Regions from separate parts of the Gossypium hirsutum genome. Here region 1 is linked to region 2. Evidence: chromatin contacts called from public Hi-C data. All regions are on one chromosome and are shown on one strand. Each heading gives the region's core, a stretch centred on a gene start, on an enhancer-like site or on the middle of the called end of the contact. The rest is flanking DNA. Distances are from core to core; before and after follow the strand shown.

Evidence for each region. Hi-C and Micro-C count contacts between places; a contact is called where the count stands out from the background.
Region 1: a contact with region 2 is called in a Hi-C map of leaf, with 2.3 times the contacts expected there. The contact joins the enhancer-like site here to the promoter of LOC107950993 in region 2.

What each region holds. Positions count from the first base shown.
Region 1 is chrA08:10,928,059-10,930,939 of Gossypium_hirsutum_v2.1, reverse strand. No RefSeq gene overlaps it. Among protein-coding and RNA genes, the nearest start is that of LOC107950963, 9.3 kb to the right of the region's middle. Within about 2 kb of position 1,424, at least 1 of the 9 cell types and tissues checked has an H3K27ac peak or open chromatin away from gene starts, as enhancers often do. A contact at or near this core is called in leaf, where this site is marked.
Region 2 is chrA08:10,837,327-10,840,414 of Gossypium_hirsutum_v2.1, reverse strand. It overlaps LOC107950993, which reads left to right and starts at 1,696. Exons shown (of 5, transcript XR_005900133.1): 1 at 1,696-2,831; 2 at 2,917-3,088.

The DNA.
Region 1 (2,881 bases), core at 175-2,674, 91 kb before region 2:
GACTGAAAATTGTAGATCTTATCTCCCTAAGCAGTAGTGGAGCAAATCGAAGACGGCGGATCTTATCTCCATGTATCGGCAATAGAGTAGATTTTAGCCACCAGCCTTATCTCTCTGAGGTAGCAAAAGAGCAGGTTGAAGATACAAGTCTTATCTTCCTGAGGTAGCAAGGAAGCAGACTGAAAATTACAGATCTTATCTCCCTAAGCAGTAGTGGAGAAGATCAAAGATGGCGAATCTTATCTCCATGTATCGGCAATTGAGTAGATTTCAGCCACCAACCATATCTCTCCGAGGTAGCAAGAGAGCAGGTTGAAGTTACAAGCCTTATCTTCCTAAGGTAGCAAGGAAGTAGACTAAAAATTGCAGCATTATCTCCCTAACGTTGCAGTGGAGCAGGTGCAAAATTACAAATTTTATTTCCCTGAAGTCGCAATAGAGCAGATTGAGGATGTAGAGTGGATTAAAGGCACAATTCCTATACCCCTGAAGATGCAGTGGGTTGGAATGGGGCTACTTGAAGAAGATGAGGATAAAGAGGGCGAGATGTGGCAAGACCGGGCATAATTGACCTTTCTATGATCTTTGCTTCATTCTCGTTACACGACAACGAGTAAAGAGGGGCAGCGGTAAAACCTAATTTTTGCCCGGCCCAAATACTTAATTGCATGAAACGGCCCAAATCACTAAATATAACAAACCAAAAAAAATGAAACTAACCCAAAAAATAGACCCAAATACAGACCTGAATTAAACAAGCCCGATAAGCCTAGATTTTTTGAAATTTTTAGAAACCCTAGGGTTCCCATTTGCCTCACGCCGCAGCCACTAGCAGCCACCACGCACATCCCACACACGACCCTCGACTCGCTCATTGCTCGCTCTACGTCCTTGCACTTCGAACCACGTTCACCATACCTGCAACTTGTACAGGCAAAAAAACCGTTGTAAAACTGGCTATAAAAGTCCACGAATACTCTTTGTTTTTTTTTTGTTACGGAGAATACAATCTATACACAAAAATCGATTGCAAAGAAACAAGGGCAAAAAAAATAATTTAAGAGGTGATTCTTGATTGATCTTGTTTATTGAGTTCTTTTATTTATTTTTGGGTTTGCAAAAGAAGTAATAAAAAGAAGAAGGAAGGGAGAGCATTTACCAAACCTCTATGGGCACAGTTGGAGTTCTCTTCTATTGGCGAAATCAGCCCTTGCCTATGCACCGCCGGCTACCGTATGATGGTGGTTTGACGACTGCATGTTTTGGAATGAAACCCTAGCAGAAAGGGTTAGAAAGGAAATGCATTGGGTTTTCTAAAGGTTTTTTTATGTTTTAAAAAAATATATTAAAATAAAGGTTTTAGTTTTAATAGCATTTGGGGGAGGGAAAGTGATAGCCTGCGCATTGACAGGCTGAATCAACGCATGTTCCCCTTAAATGGGCAATTTGCGCATCCAGTCCTTCTTTTTTTTTGCGCCATCTTTAATCTGTCCCTTTTATGTTTTTTTTTTCATTTTTTCCCAAAGGTTTGCGCGCTGTTTCAATTCGGTCCGCGTCTGGGCAGTGCTTGTTGTGATTCGGAACATTTGCATTTTTTAATCATTGTTCTTTTGTTCGCATCTTATTTCTGTCCTTAATTCTGTTTTAATAGTTTGGTTTGTTCATAAATTATTCATCTGATTTTGCTTTCATTTCAATTCAGTTTTTAATTTTTTTTAAATTATTTACGAGTTATTCATCATTTTTTTAACATATTATTTTAAATTATTTATTTGATTTCACACTGTCTTCATTTTTTCCCTTTGATATTTTCGTTTTATTTTAATATAATTTATTTATCTTAAAAATTTCCTTTTTGAATATTTGTTAATTCAAATATTATATATTTTTTTGTATATATTATTTATACTAAAGTATTTATATTTCTTTGTATATTATTTATTTTAGATGGATCTATATATTGCTTTATATATTATTTACTTTAACTTTCTTTTCACATAATACTTATTATAAAATTAATATGTATATTATTATTTTACATATTATTAATTTTTGTTTTTTTTATGGCTTATTTCAAACTTTTACATGCATCAGTTACTCTAAGTCTCTTTTACATATAATTTATTCTTAAACGGTTCTTATATTGTTAATTTCCAATTCCTTTACTTTTTCATTATTTGACTTGACATTGTTTATAATTATTTGAGAAATTTGGTACATTTTTTTATTTTTATTTTTGCTTCATATACATATATTCTTTAAACATTTTTTTATTCGTTAGTTTTAACCTAAATGTTAGTTTTAAAATAAGGTGGTTGCAAAATTGTTATTATTGAGTATTTTGATTCGTATATTTGCACTTTTATTATTGTCATGCATTTGTATAATGTTGAACTTACATGTTATTATTTCGTGCTCAATACTATGCTTATTTCTTATTATCGCATTGTGGTTCAAATTCTAACGTGTTTAGGCAATTTTTACTTGTTTCATTTTTATCCCAAACAAGCCAAATAAACACATTTTGAGCCAGATTTACAATTGTTTTTTTCCAAAAATAAGGCAATATTTTGTGTTCGAAAATTCGAGGGATCGTGCCCTAACGTGTTGGGTTTTGATTTTCCGTTTGACCAGGATAACTAAATATCCTTGCGAAATTTCATCCATGTTTTCTTAAATCAAAAAACAAGGTAATGTTTCGTTTTTGAAAATTCGAGAAATCGTGCCCTAACGTGCTGGGTTCCGATTTACCGTTTGACCAAATAACCGAATACATTTTTAAATTTTGTTGCTTGTTTTGGAAATCATGAGGTGATCACAGTTTTTGGAGGCTTAAAGTATCGTATCCTAACATGCTGGACGTGATATCTTACTCCTTGGA
Region 2 (3,088 bases), core at 447-2,946:
TTTTCTACTCCACACTCTCTAGACTTGGAATCGATATGATATCTGACCATGTTGTACAACCCAAATGTTGCGGAAGGCATATCAATATTATCGCCACTAAAATGTACATACCCTTCACTTTCTTGTGGGGTCCTCACGGTGAAACTCACACATCTTACCTTTCTTACTTCTTTTCCCCTAATTTCTTTTTGGTAGGATTTTTTTAATTTCATTTGTGAACTTAAAAAGTTGATAAAATGGAGATATATAGCCCTTAAATTGAGGAGATATCATTTCTTAACAAGGCCCATAATAAGAGAGATGTATGTTGGGATCAAAACACATGGCTGTCCTTTCTTCTCCTTGGAGTCCCCACACAATAATATATCAATGGCCCATCATATACTCAATTACTCCCAACTAATATCATATTATCAGATTTCATATCAAACAAGTAGAAAGATAAAGAGTTTGTAAAGGTGTCAGATTGTCCTTCAAAACTAAATTTTAATAAAAATTAATAATATTAGAAAACAATATTTTATAAGAAGATATATAAATATGAATACATGCATTTCACACATATATTATTCATAAAAATATAATAATTGATTTTCTTCTTTTCTAATAAAAAAAATGTGCCATTTAACCGCCAAATCACAATTTTTAAAATTAAAATGATTAAATTGTATTTTTTATTATTATTTAAAAATCACTCTTTATTTACTGACAACTTTTTAAGCAATTTTTATTTTGACTTTGAAAAAACAAGGGAGAGAGAGATGAACATAGATATTAAACCAATTCTCCATATCGATTTGACTACATAGAATTTTAATAAAAATGTTACGTGTCATGTGGGAATCACATAAAACTTATTTGCAAATATGAAACCAACCTTGGAGAAAATATGTATGTATTATCCTATTAATATTATAATTTATACACAAATACAATCCATGTGTTTTGATCAAGTTTGACATTTAGCCCATGTATTTAAAAAAAATTTAATTAATTTTTTAATTTTAAATTTTGAACTAATCATTAAAATTATTAATATTTATATCAAAATTTACCATGTTAATTAAACTATAATAAGGCATATGATTGTTAAAAAATAAATATAATATAATGACAATTTTTTTTAAAAAATACTAACAATTAGGATATTTAAATTGAAAAAATAAAATAATTTAATTTTTTAAATACAAGAATTAAATCTGAAACATTTTTAAAGTATAGGAACTTGGGAATAGACACGCAATAAATGACATCTCATTCGTAACCCAAACAACTCGTGTCCTCCTTAATCCTAAACGACATCAGGTAACTGGTTTAATGCATCGGAAGGAAAAGTCCACTGATTTCCCTATTTAGCCCCCCCCCCCCCCCCCCACAGTCTTCCCGTTTTACTTTAACACCCCCCTTTAATCCCAAAAAAGCAATAAAACCGTCATTGATTTGTGGACCTCACCTTTTCCCATGTACTTGTACTTTCCAGTTTTAACCTCCCCTATCACTTTCCCACTAATTTACCATAATTTACTGAAAAGACTATCCTACCCACACTCTCATTGCTTTTTCCTAGTCATGATGACTATTGACGTAGCAAATTAACCACAACCTTTGAGGTCCAATTAGGTAATTTTATCTAAACCCTATTAAATTAACTTCACTAATTAACAGCGCCTGAGTACCATGGGACTCCATTACGGAAACCGGCACCTTATCGTCACGCTCCTTTACGTGGCATCGTGTAACCACCACTAAAAATGAACCGGTTCACGGTTCAACACGTAGCCCAAATTCAACGGATTAAATATTTCGCCACGTAGGACTTCAAAATTTTGTCAACAGGTCCACGTCAGATATCCCTACCCCTCCACCCTTTATAAGGCCCTGGACCACTGCCCCTGCTAACAGTCTCATCTCATTTCCATTTTCTGGCTTTTTCACCACCTCTTGTTTCATCGGTTTTATTTCTTAATTCTCGTTCTCTTCGCCGGCGAGTTGTTGCCGGAAAAATGGACTCGCTGGTCACTCACAATCTTCGCGTGAATTCCCATGGAAATAACATTATGTTCTCGGGCTGTTGCGTGTTTCGGTAACTTTAACCGTATCTGAAAAAAAAAGTGAAAAAAAAAAAAACTCGTAAGCAAAGCGACTCTACTTAGCAGAGTTATGAAGTTATTCCATCCCTTGTTTGGCAAATGAGAAGCAAATAATTGTATATTATAATCAACGTTAAGAGTTAAGAGTCTCGTGTCTTGATTAACTGCATTATTTTTTGTCTCTCCAACATGAATTTCTGTGTCAATTGCGTGTGCTGATCTCATCAGAAAGAGAAGAATCAACGAGAGTTTGAAGTGTTGCCGTAGTAAAGGTAGAAGCGGCTTTTTTTTTCTTTTTTTTTTTGAAGACCGAGAAACATGCCTTTCCCAATGAAGATCCAGCCGATCGATTTCAACACGCTAGAAGAGGCAGCGCTGCCGCGGTCGGAAACAGTAAAGCCTTTGGTGAAATCGAGGTTCAAGCGGCTGTTTGAACGGCCGTTCCCTAGCGTTCTAAGAAATTCCACGACGGATAAGATCGGTACCATCGCCGCCGATGAGCTCCCTTTAAGCAAGGAATACGCCGGTGAGTTCGAGCCGAGCTCTGTTTGCTTGGCCAAGATGGTTCAGAATTTCATAGAAGAAAACAACGAGAAACAACAATCTTGTGCTGTTAGATGCAGCCGTAACCGCTGTAACTGCTTCAACCGTAACTGCAGCGACAGCTCCGAAGACGATATGGATAGTTTCTTTGGTGACTCCAATCTTAATTCTCCCGCTGAAGCATCTGAAATCCTAAAGGTATTACAATATTTTCCGCCTTTTTCCTTAAATTGTAAAATTGTAGCTTATTTTTTAAATGTGTAGCTCATCTTTTATGGAACAGAATTTGATTTGTCCTATGAGTGTGAGTGAAAAGATTTTATTGGCGGATACGGCGAAGATTGTGGAGAAGAACAAGATCTGTAAGAGTAAAGATGATTTTTGCAGGAAAATGGTCACTGATGGATTACTGACCCTTGGATATGATGCTTCTATCTGCAAATCTTGCTGGGAAA